Linked DNA regions of Triticum aestivum: region 1 is linked to region 2. A link is a contact called in public HiCAR-type data. All regions are on one chromosome and are shown on one strand. The core of a region is the stretch at or near the end of the contact, and the rest is flanking DNA. Distances in the headings are between cores, read along the strand shown.

Region 1 (5,135 bases), core at 1,253-3,752, 360 kb before region 2:
ACCCATAATCATGTTATGAAAATATTCCAATGCTACAATAATTCAAATATAAACATTACAGTCCAAACATTAATTTCAATAGAATGGTTCAAATTTGAATTCAATTTATTTGGGCACATTTTAGTTCTCCCCTTGAAGCGCCCACAAATGCTCAATCAGATCCTTCTGAAGATGCTCATGAGTTGCTCAATTGCAAATCTGTTGATTCATGTAAAGTCCTCAAACGTCGTCGGATTCAGATTCTGCTGTGGAAGTTGGATAGGATCACCAATGGGCTCAAATTCCATACCGTGGCGAACTTTGTCACCCTCATCCTCCACAACCATGTTGTGCATGATCACACAATGTGTCATCATCTCCCATAGCGTTCCTGCATCCAATATTTTTGCGGGTCCTCGGACAACTGCAAAAAAAACCTAGGGCACTCCAAATGCCCTCTCGACATCCTCTCTAGCTCCTTATTGTCTTTGGGAGAAGTTAGATCTGTTCTCACCCCTTGGATCAAAGATGGTCTTGACGAAGGTTGCTCGCGAAGGATAAATACCATCACAAAGATAATAGCCCATGTTGTAGTCAGGACCATTGATGGTATAGTTGCACAGAGCAGCTTCTCCCACACACACAACCTTTGCAAACAATGGAGACCGCTCCAACACATTGATGTCATTTTGAGACCCAGGCATTTCAAAGAAATAGTGTCAAATCGAGATGTCTTGTCATGCAACTACTTCAAGAATGACGTGTACTTATTGCAATGGCCATGACATTGCCCTTGTAGAGAATATGGGCGATTCTTCCATTGTCGCGCATGCAATCCAGGGATCAAAGCATACCTGACCATCCTCTTGTTTCAACGGTCCCATAATCCGTGCGGTGTCTTCGGTAGTTGGTTCTCTGAAGTATTCCAGTCCGAACACCTTGACTACCGCAGTAGCAAACCTGACCATGGCTTCGAGACATGTGGTTCGGACATTCAGATGTACTCGTCCCACAAATCTGCGATGCCACCAGCAAGCATCCTCAATGCATATGTGCACTTCTAGTAACCAGAGAATCCCTTGTTCCCAACGACATCCTTCTTCAACATGAAGTAGTCATCATAGGCATGGATATCGTTGTAGAGGCAGTTGAACACAGTTCAACTCATCGGAAATCGACGACGCAAAAAGGACTCGAATAGCTCGTCGGGGACAAAATAGTCGTCCATCAGCATCATATTCCCTCGTGCCCTATGCCGATTCAACACTCGATGTCCCTTGATCGATGCCTTGAAATTAGGGACATGTTCCACCGCACGTTCCACATCTTCAATTACCGCTTGAATCATCGATTTTTCATCCTCAAATTCGTCCTCATGCGACGAGGATGAATCCATGAACTCGACGTCGAAGTAAATTTGGTCATGACATTTAGCCGAACACTTGCTGGGCGTGGTGTCCATCATGGACAACAATGTGCGGAGGCGGACGTTACCTGGGCGGTGGCCAAACCAGTGGGGGCGTAGGTAAGTCGGGATTGGCACCCGGGCGGAGCGGCGGAGGTTTGGCAAGGCCTACGGGGCGGAGTGGGTGTTACAGCGACGGTGGCGGTCAGACTAGGTGGCGGTCAGAGCAAGGGCAGGGGGTCGAAGAGAGAAAAGCGGGGCTCTAGGTGGGTTTTTGTGTGGGCGGAGTGTGTCAGATGCCTACGTGGTGGCTATCCGGAGGTCCGCAAACCTCCTCATGTATGCTTCCGGTTTATGGGAATTCAGGCGGTCAAACCGATTCACAAACCTTTGATATATGACATTGAATGACACAAAATATCCGGATCCTAGACTTTTGGCGACGTTTTGATGATGAAGGGCGTTGGAGATGCCCTAAGGGTATGCTAGAGTTGGCTGTCCATATCATCACGGACTCGTTAGGTGAATGTATTTTGTCGTCCACGAGGTAACGATGGCACGAGAGGAATGACACGACAGGCACAAAAGTATAGCTACTCATGTCCGAAACCATATGCCTCGAAGTCATGGTCAGGTTTGCTACTGCGATGGTCACTGAGTAGCACAGTAGTCACTTTCCTACACATCCTGCAGGTGCCACTCACGTCTCACTCACGACACCATCTAACTTTGACCGATCGGGAAGATCCGTCAGGTCAGTCAGTCCACTGGGATTCGCACGGATCGGACGCCGGGACAAGAGAACGTGAATTTGCCCTTCACCACTTTTCATGCATAAGCAAAGGACCCGTAGCCATAGCCAATTTCTCCTTCCCCGACCGAGCGAATGACACTTTTTAATTAAGTAAACTCGCACAACAGAAGAGCTGGTGGTGGTGTGCGGATCAGCGAAGCGCGGTTGTCCGTACGCATGGCGTCCCGTGTACAGTAGAAAAGGTGTTCCGTGCGCGCAGGCCGCGGAAACGTACGCACGCAAGGACAGCCGTACGTACCAGCCGCCCCGGATCCGTTTCCGTTTCCCCCCGCCCGCAAAGCCCACCAACCTTTCGGGGCCTCCTCCCCGTCGCCACGCTACTTATAGAGGGGCAGAGCCAGCTACGGCGACACACTCGACCCGACTCCTCTGCCCCGCATTTCCAAGAACACCTCTCCCTTCCCTTGCTCTGCCCTCTCCATCTCCATCTCCGGCTCCGGGAAGAAGAAGAAGAGGTAGCCATGTCTCCGCTCGCCGACCTTCTCAGCCTCGACCTGTCCGGCTGCACCGGCAAGATCATCGCCGAGTACATATGGTAAGACCGCTCTGCTTCCTCATCCTCCCTCTTCCTCAGCACTGTCCCAACTCCCATCTCACCTTCCTTCCGAACAAAATAATCCACTTCATCCATTCTTGCTGGTTCTTGTAATCTCAATTTTTAGTCCAGTAAAAACCCTTCTCTTCTTGTTTTTTCCAAGTCAGGCAGGCAGGCCACAGATATTTTTTTTCCTCCCCATAAATCCCATCTGACGTTCCTTTCTAGTTTAGTTTACTGGAATATATCATCGAAAAAAAAAAGTTTACATGAATATATACTAGTGTGTTTCTCTTCTTTTTTTTGCGAAACGTACTAGTGCGTTTCTCAAATTTGAGTCCAGTAAAAAACCCTTTTCTTCTTGTTTTTTACGCCTTGATCTGTTGCCAATATGATGTTTTTTTTATTTTTTATTTTTTCTTTGGCAGACCGTTGACCCTGTGCATCTTAGCTATGCGTTGCCGCTCATCATGATTTGTATTCGCCTCATTCTAGTACATTATAAGTCAACAAAATGGGAAAATCGGCATCGTACTTTTAGGCCTTATTACTAACCTACTTCCATATAAATCTTGCCTAATCCAGGGTCGGCGGCACAGGGATGGACGTCAGGAGCAAAGCCAGGGTAAGCCTGCCTAACCCTCAATGACTCGTAGCTTTGCCGGCCGACTCCGTTTTGTCTAGCTGTGACTGTGACGGCACTGCAAGTATGATATGTTCCTAACACTTCTTGTGACCCTTTTTGACGCCTTGGATATTCACAATCAGACGCTGCCCGGGCCCGTGGAGGACCCCAGCAAGCTTCCAAAATGGAATTTTGACGGCTCCAGCACCGGCCAAGCCACGGGTGACGACAGCGAAGTCATCCTCTGGTAAGCCCTTGACTGCACCCTTCAGTTAACCATGCCTTGGCTTGCGTGCCATGAGGCTGAGCTAATCTGAATTTCATGTGTTGCTCCTGCCAAGCCCTCAAGCCATCTTCAAGGACCCATTCAGGAGGGGGAACAACATCCTGGTAAGATCAAAGATCCTCCTCTTTCTTTTTTCATGAATACCAGATTGTTGTTCCACCTACAGTAATTTTTGTATTGTTGTGGCATCTGGCATGGATCTTTGTATTGTTGTTTATTTGTGTAAATGATTTCTCAAATTTGTTCATGAATACCAGATTTTTTTAACATGATTTTTAACCTTGTGTAGGTCATCTGTGACTGCTATGCGCCTAACGGAGAGCCGATTCCGAGCAACAAGCGGTACAACGCGGCGAGGATATTCGGCCATCCTGATGTCAAGGCTGAAGAACCATGGTCAGTATATATCAGCTGCTCTCTCCTATAGAAATTAGTCGACTACTTTGATTTTTGCACATAATTTAATTTAGGTGGCAATTAATCTTGTGCGCCCCTCTTGTGTTGCCTGAAATGTAAGGTATGGGATTGAGCAAGAGTACACCCTTCTTCAGAAGGACACCAACTGGCCCATTGGCTGGCCACTAGGGGGTTACCCTGGTCCTCAGGTAACTTAACTAGACATGTTGCATATTGCAGCACTCTTATTAAGTCTTAGCCAAGATCACTCCACTAAGTAAGGGAGGAAACTTGGCTGTAAATGATGTTAGCTTAGCACTAACTGATAACAGTTCAAAAATGCTGGGCTGATGGTGACACTGACAGAGCAAAATGTGTGTGACAGGGACCTTACTACTGCGCCGCGGGTGCGGAGAAATCTTACGGGCGCGACATCGTCGACGCGCACTACAAGGCCTGCCTCTACGCCGGCATCAACATCGGCGGCATCAATGCAGAAGTCATGCCAGGACAGGTAGTTTCAGGCGCAGAAATACCTTCCCCTTTTCCTATCAAAATTGTTCATGGCCTGATTTCTGTCTGAACCAGTGGGAGTTCCAAGTCGGCCCTTCCGTCGGCATCTCGGCCGGCGACGAGCTCTGGGCGGCTCGCTACATCCTGGAGGTAAATATAAACTGCCTCACCTAGCTGAATGAATCAAATCAAATGCAGCTTTTGCTGATAAGAACATTTTTTGCTTTGTGTAACCCAACAGAGGATCACTGAGATTGCCGGTGTCGTCGTCTCCTTCGACCCCAAACCGATCCCGGTGAGCATTTCTTCTTCTTTTTGTGCCAGAAGTGTACCTTGATCTGCACTGACCAGCTAGTCATTTCTTACATGTGTGTGATTGCAGGGAGAGTGGAATGGTGCTGGTGCCCACACAAACTACAGGTAAGATATAACGAGCAAGCGAACGAATGCATCGCCGTCTAGTCTAGTCTTGTGTTATGAGTTATGACATGTTCCTGCTGTGGTTTTCTGGATGCAGCACCAAGTCGATGAGGAGCGAGGGTGGGTACGAGGTGATCAAGAAGGCGATCCAGAAGCTGGAGG
Region 2 (5,751 bases), core at 2,531-5,030:
AGAAAGATAACATGCAGCTGCAGGGGATCGAACCATGGTTGGCAGGAAAACGGGTTAAAGACCTGAATTTGGCCCAACAACCATCTCACCTTGCTTGCTTTCATATTATATTGTGGTTTTCCTGATCTGAAGTTGCTGGAAAAGGACCTCTGTGATCGGTTGATCATTAGTCATTTTTTAAGGTAAGTAGGCAGGGGTATCTTGATCAACACCGAACTTCAATTCCACCCAGCTCAGACTCTATGCAGCAGTGGGGAAGACCTGTTTATACTTTTTCTGAGAATTCCATTTCGTCCTGCCGCACCCAAATTCTTTCCCAGCAGTTGAAAAATAGGCAAGCACTCAAGCATGAGCTGAAATACCGGGTCCTCGCATAGTAAAATTAGTATGACAGGCCGATAGATCCAGGGTCCCCAAGTCAAAATTCTTTCCAATCAAATACAAGTTCAAAACTGAGTTTTCCGGGGCTACCGATTCGTAGTTCTTGAATCTATCGAGTTCCTCCGGATTAGGAGGCTTTACATGCAAAGCCGACAACACGGTAACATTAAGCTTCTCTCTTATTTATATAATTTGTGCTACTTCCACATGAAGTGAAAGGAACTTAGTTCAGAAGAGCCTTCCTACATTTGTGCACTGCAAAAAGCTATCACACCAGATGGTGCAAAGACACTCGACAAAAGACGAGCAACAACCCATGGCAGCCTCCATGGCTGTTGCCTCTGCGCCATCTTGCACTCGGTCCTCCAGCCTGATGCAAGGATGACGGAACCTGGGGCGGGATCAAAATGATAGGAACTCCAACTGGTGGAGCAGGCAGAGCGGGGGGGGGGGGGGGGCATCTGCAGGTTGAGCCTGATCCCCCGCTGGATCTGCCAGAACCGGTTGTGCATCTGCGCGTTGAGTCTCTACAGGATTTGATAAACTTTCTCCCTGTCAACTAATAAAACATTTTCAAAGCGGAATCCATGGGTAGACATAAGTCAATGAAAACGAAAATGCAATTCATTGGGGAACGGGTTACATGATGAATCATCCCCCTATTAAGAAACCAAAGTAATAATAAGCATACAAAAAACAGAAGGAGAAGGAAAGGCAATCCTAGGTCGATGGGAAAATGAAAAAAGCATTTCCCAAATAAAAGATGGGACTTTTTATCGAAGGTTGGAAAGTTCCATATCGAAGGTTGGAAAGTTCCATTCGTATTCGACACATTCTTCCTCAATTCTTCCATTTCCGACGTCGAGAAGCTGCCTCCGAAGGTTCGGATCGACGTCGGAAATGGAAGCGTTGACAAAGAATGTGTTGAATACGAATAAAACTTTCCAACCTTCAATAAAAGGTCCCATCCTTTTTTCGGGAAAATTCTTTTTTCATTGTCCCATCAGCCTAGAATTGCCTTTCCTTCTCCTTTTGATTTTCGTATCATTATTATTACTTTGGTTTCTTAATAGGGGGATAATTCATCGTCTAAAACGTTCCCACAACGAATTGTATTTTCTTGTTCGTTGTTTTTTGTTTACCCATGGATTTCTTTTTGAAACTGTTTTATTACATGACAGAGAGAAAGTTTTACCAAATCCTGCACAGGATCAGGCTCAACCCGCAGACGCACCACGAGTTCTACCAGATCCAGCGGGGGATCAGACTCAACCCGAGGATGCGCCCCCACTCTGCGTGTTCCACGAATTGAAGTCCCTGCCATTTTGAACCCGCCTCTTGTTCAGTCATCCATGGATCCAGGCAGAAGGCCAAAGGATCGAGTGCAAGATGGTGCAGAGGCAGCAGCCATGGGGTCTGCCAAGGGCAATTGCTCGTCTTTTGTCGATTGTCTCTGCACAATGTGGTGTGATAGCTTTTAGCAGGGCACAAATGTAGAAAGGCTCTTTTGAATAGCGTCCCTTTCACTTCATGTGAAAGTAGCACAAATTATATAAATAAGAATAAGAAAGAGAAGCTTAATGTTACCATGTTATTGGTTTTGTATGTAAAGCCTCCTGATTCGGAGAAACTAAATAGATTCAAAAACTATGAATCGTAGCCCCGAAAAAATCAATTTTGAACTTGTACTTGATTGGAAAGAATTTTGACCTGGGGACCCTAGATTTATCGGCATAAATCGGCCTAAATATTTATGGTACTTCTGAGTAAGCCCGTTCCCTAAATATTTTAGAAAGCGGAGAAGACAAAAAATTTCAGTAATCTTCTCCCTTTGGTAGGAGCAAAAGAACCCGTGAGTTGCAGCGGGAGAAAAAATTCCACACGCCCCTAATCCAATAACAATGACTCAAGACCCCAATAGGTTCACATCTTTTATTTTAACATGGCATTAGCAAAAGAACGTGCTTGTTGCAACAGGAGAGGAAAAATACCAAACACCCCTTGTAAGCTGTGGTTGTACGAGAGATAGATTGGGATCGCACGCCTCAAAGGGCTGCAGTGCTTCTCTTTATATATCACAAAGGATTAGTACAAATACAAGGTATGTACGGTATGTTAAAATCCTAAGACGTATACAACATGGATTCTAACACCCTCCCTCAATCTTAACCAGTGTCAAGAAGGTTGAGATTGCGTCGACAGACTTCAAGCAAGGAAAGTGGCAGCGGCTTGGTAAAGATGTCAACAAGTTGATCTTTAGACGAGATGAACTTGATCTGTAGTAGAGCTGGGATGTTTCTATTAGATGTCTGATTTAGTAAATGCTAAGTATCTAAAGCTGAATATGATATTCAGATTAATTTCGTTTAGTTTACTTATGCATTTCCTTCAATTATTATGTTTCTGTAGGGTCATGTTTGAATCAATCATTTTCCAGGATATGCAGCCCTATTAAACATCTTAATTGGTTCTTCCAGGATATGCAGTCCTATACCTAAAACATTGGGAAAATCGAGAGGTTTTGAACAAATACACCCCGTATATACCGCAGCTTTTTAAATTTTCTTGCTTTTTTCATCCCAGACTTTCTGAAATTCCTTCATCAAGATGGATGGACGCAGCAACAGGCGCCTTTGTGTTCTAGTACACACAAACTAACCAAATGACTCTTTTCCAAGCATCACAACATTGGAGAACAAAACCTAACCAGACTCTACATTTACACAACGAAATGCCCGAAAACATAGCCAGAAACCACATCAAGCCTTCAGCGGAACTACAAAGAAATAACTAAATCAAAGGAATGTCTGGAACAGGGAGGGCACGTACATGCTTGCAGGGGACGCCGAGCTTCTTGAGCCGGAGCGTGCGGGTCTCGAGCAGCCTCTGGAGATCGCCGCCTACAGCCTCCTCCAACTTGGCGGCGTGCGTCTCCACCCCCTTCCCGACGCCGTTCAAGAACTCCACCACGCCCACCTTGGCTGCGCAAAGGAATTCCTAATCCATTTCACCACAACGAACGGCGGAAGAACCGCGGAGTTCACGGATCAGGAGGAAAGTGACTGTACCTTGGTAGGGCTGGGCGTAGAAGGATCTCGCCGGAGCTCCGGCGCCGGGGTGGAGGAGGAGGAGGCGGCGCACATGGCATGCGCACGCGAAGGCCATGGCCCCCCGGGACGCCACGCGCGGGAGGGAGACGCCGGCCTGGACGATGCCACGCACGCAGGGAGACGTCGGCCTAGGCGGCTTCACGCACACAGGAGGGAGGCGCTGTCAACGCAGGGGAGGCGGCGGCCGTCCAGTTGAGTCACTGCCGGAGCAGAGGGGCGGTGGTACCGCGCGGAGGAGAGACGTGGTGGGATGGGGAGCGCCGCCGCACGCGAAGACGGGAAGAGGAGGATGGCTATAGGGTTAATCGGTGGGCCTTCCAGTCGCACAGAGAAAGCCCACGGATGCCTCACAGTCCAGCGAAAATGCAATTCTAGGGCCGGGCCGGGCTAATTTCGGGCGGTAAAATGAAGCCCAAGCCCTCCTATATCTGTTTTATGCTGCAAACAAAGAGCCTGGCCCAAGACGCTAACTCGCACAGGTCTGGGATTTTTGGTTGGGCTTGGGTTGGGCAGCCCATGCCTAGGTTTAGCAATTGAGGGTGATTGCGAAATCACTAGTTGAGGAGTACTCGTTGCAAAGATCACTCCCACTCTTTAGGTTACGACAAATGGCGCACATGCAGCGAGCCACTTGTCGCAACCTGGGAGTTTTTCCTTTTTTCGTAGATTTGTTTATTCAAAACGTTTTATCTCTCAAACCGTGCGTCCAAATCTCAAACCGCTTTCACTGTTGGATTCCTCGCGTCGAGATCTTCAAAACTAGATCCCATGTTGATAGGTTTGGACGAATTTTTGTTCACGAAAAAAACAGACGAAAAAACCGAACCGGGAGTACGGGTTTTTTCCTTTCCGAAAGAGGCACGCCGTGACTCCCGCGGAAGCAAAACCGTGACTCTCGCGCAAGGAAAAACAAGAAAACGCGTTTTTTTTTCATTTCCGAGGAGGCACGGCCGTGACTCTCGCGAAAGCACAATCGTGCCTCTCGCGGAAGCAAAATCGTGACTCCTGTGAAAGGAAAAAAATAGAAAACATATTTTTTTTCGTTTCCGAGAGGCACGGCTGTGACTCTCGCGAAAGCACACCCGTGCCTCTCACGGAAGCAAAACCGTGACTCTCGCGAAAGGAAAAAATAGAAAACATGTTTTTTCCGTTTTCGAGTGGCACGGTCATGACTCTCACGAAAGCAAAACCGTGCCTCTTACGAAAGCAAAATCGTGATTCTCGTGAAAAAACGTGTTTTTTCGCGCAATTTTTTTTTTTGAAAAGTTAAGAAAGACCGGTGAAAAACCAAACCGTCAAAAGAACCGTTTAAAAAGTCAAAAACACGTGCGGAAAAATAAAAATAAAACAAAATCTGAAGGGAGCGTAAAGAGCGCGACACGTGGGGAATGGCTGAGGGCGCTGATCGTTGTGAGGCTCCCGAAGGAGCGCTCGTTAACTAGTTGCTCTCGGGTGACTGAGGCTAGAAAGAGTCTACTCGAAGGCTAGGCCCCAACTCCTATTTGGCGCCCTCGACTTCAATTAAAGGGTATCCCACAAACCGGCGCACCTCTCATATTGGCCTCGGATCATTTACCTTTTTTCTTTTAAACTTTAAAAAGTGTGCGCACTGCAAGATTCGCAGTCCGAACCTCTGGTTTAGTTACAAACCGGAGTAACCACTAGGACAGCTCACCTGCTGTGCCTAGTTACTTCTTTTCTTCTTCTTTTTTGTGTCAAACCGGAGTAACCAACTTTTTTCATTTTCGTTCTTTTTTCTTTTTCAATTTTTAAATTTCATGAATTTGTCCTTTTTCAAAATTGTGTTTTTTCTTAAACATTAACTTTTCCAAATTCTTGAACTTTTATCATATTCGTGATTTTTTCCTCAAATATGCGAACATTTATATTTCGTGAATTTTTTCATCTCAAATTTGTGATTTTTTTTCAAATTCGTGAACTTTTTTCCTCAAATACCTGAACTTTCCAAATTCGTGATTTTTTCTCAAATTCATAAACTTTTTAAAATTCGTGAACTTTTTAAAATATGTTATTTTATCAAATTCGTGAACTTTTTTTAAACTTGTGAACTTATTCCAAATTCATGAACATTTTTTAAAATTGTGAATTTTTCAAATTCAAGAGCTTTTTTTCAAATCCTACCCCCCACCAGGCATACCTGGCAACCATCGACTTCAACGACGCGGCCATGCATCCTCTCCCCAACGCAAACAGCACCCTCACGTCTTCCACGCCCCTACGTGGACATTTGTAAGGCATC

The links. HiCAR-type assays count read pairs that join an accessible place to other places.
Region 1: a contact with region 2 is called in a HiCAR-type map of leaf, with 5 times the contacts expected there. The contact joins the promoter of LOC123095878 here to the promoter of LOC123095876 in region 2. A contact is called at or near these places in 3 of 5 Hi-C or Micro-C datasets (leaf and an unstated tissue) and 1 of 1 datasets of contacts at active chromatin or transcription factors (leaf).

What each region holds. Positions count from the first base shown.
Region 1 is chr4D:23,397,500-23,402,634 of IWGSC CS RefSeq v2.1, reverse strand. It overlaps LOC123095878 (glutamine synthetase cytosolic isozyme 1-3), which reads left to right and starts at 2,502. Exons shown (of 12, transcript XM_044517452.1): 1 at 2,502-2,733; 2 at 3,319-3,358; 3 at 3,502-3,605; 4 at 3,700-3,748; 5 at 3,934-4,040; 6 at 4,162-4,249; 7 at 4,426-4,554; 8 at 4,629-4,703; 9 at 4,795-4,848; 10 at 4,936-4,973; 11 at 5,071-5,135. The coding sequence starts at 2,660.
Region 2 is chr4D:23,036,796-23,042,546 of IWGSC CS RefSeq v2.1, reverse strand. LOC123095876 reads right to left here and starts at 3,780. Exons shown (of 3, transcript XM_044517449.1): 1 at 3,450-3,780; 2 at 3,211-3,362. The coding sequence starts at 3,546.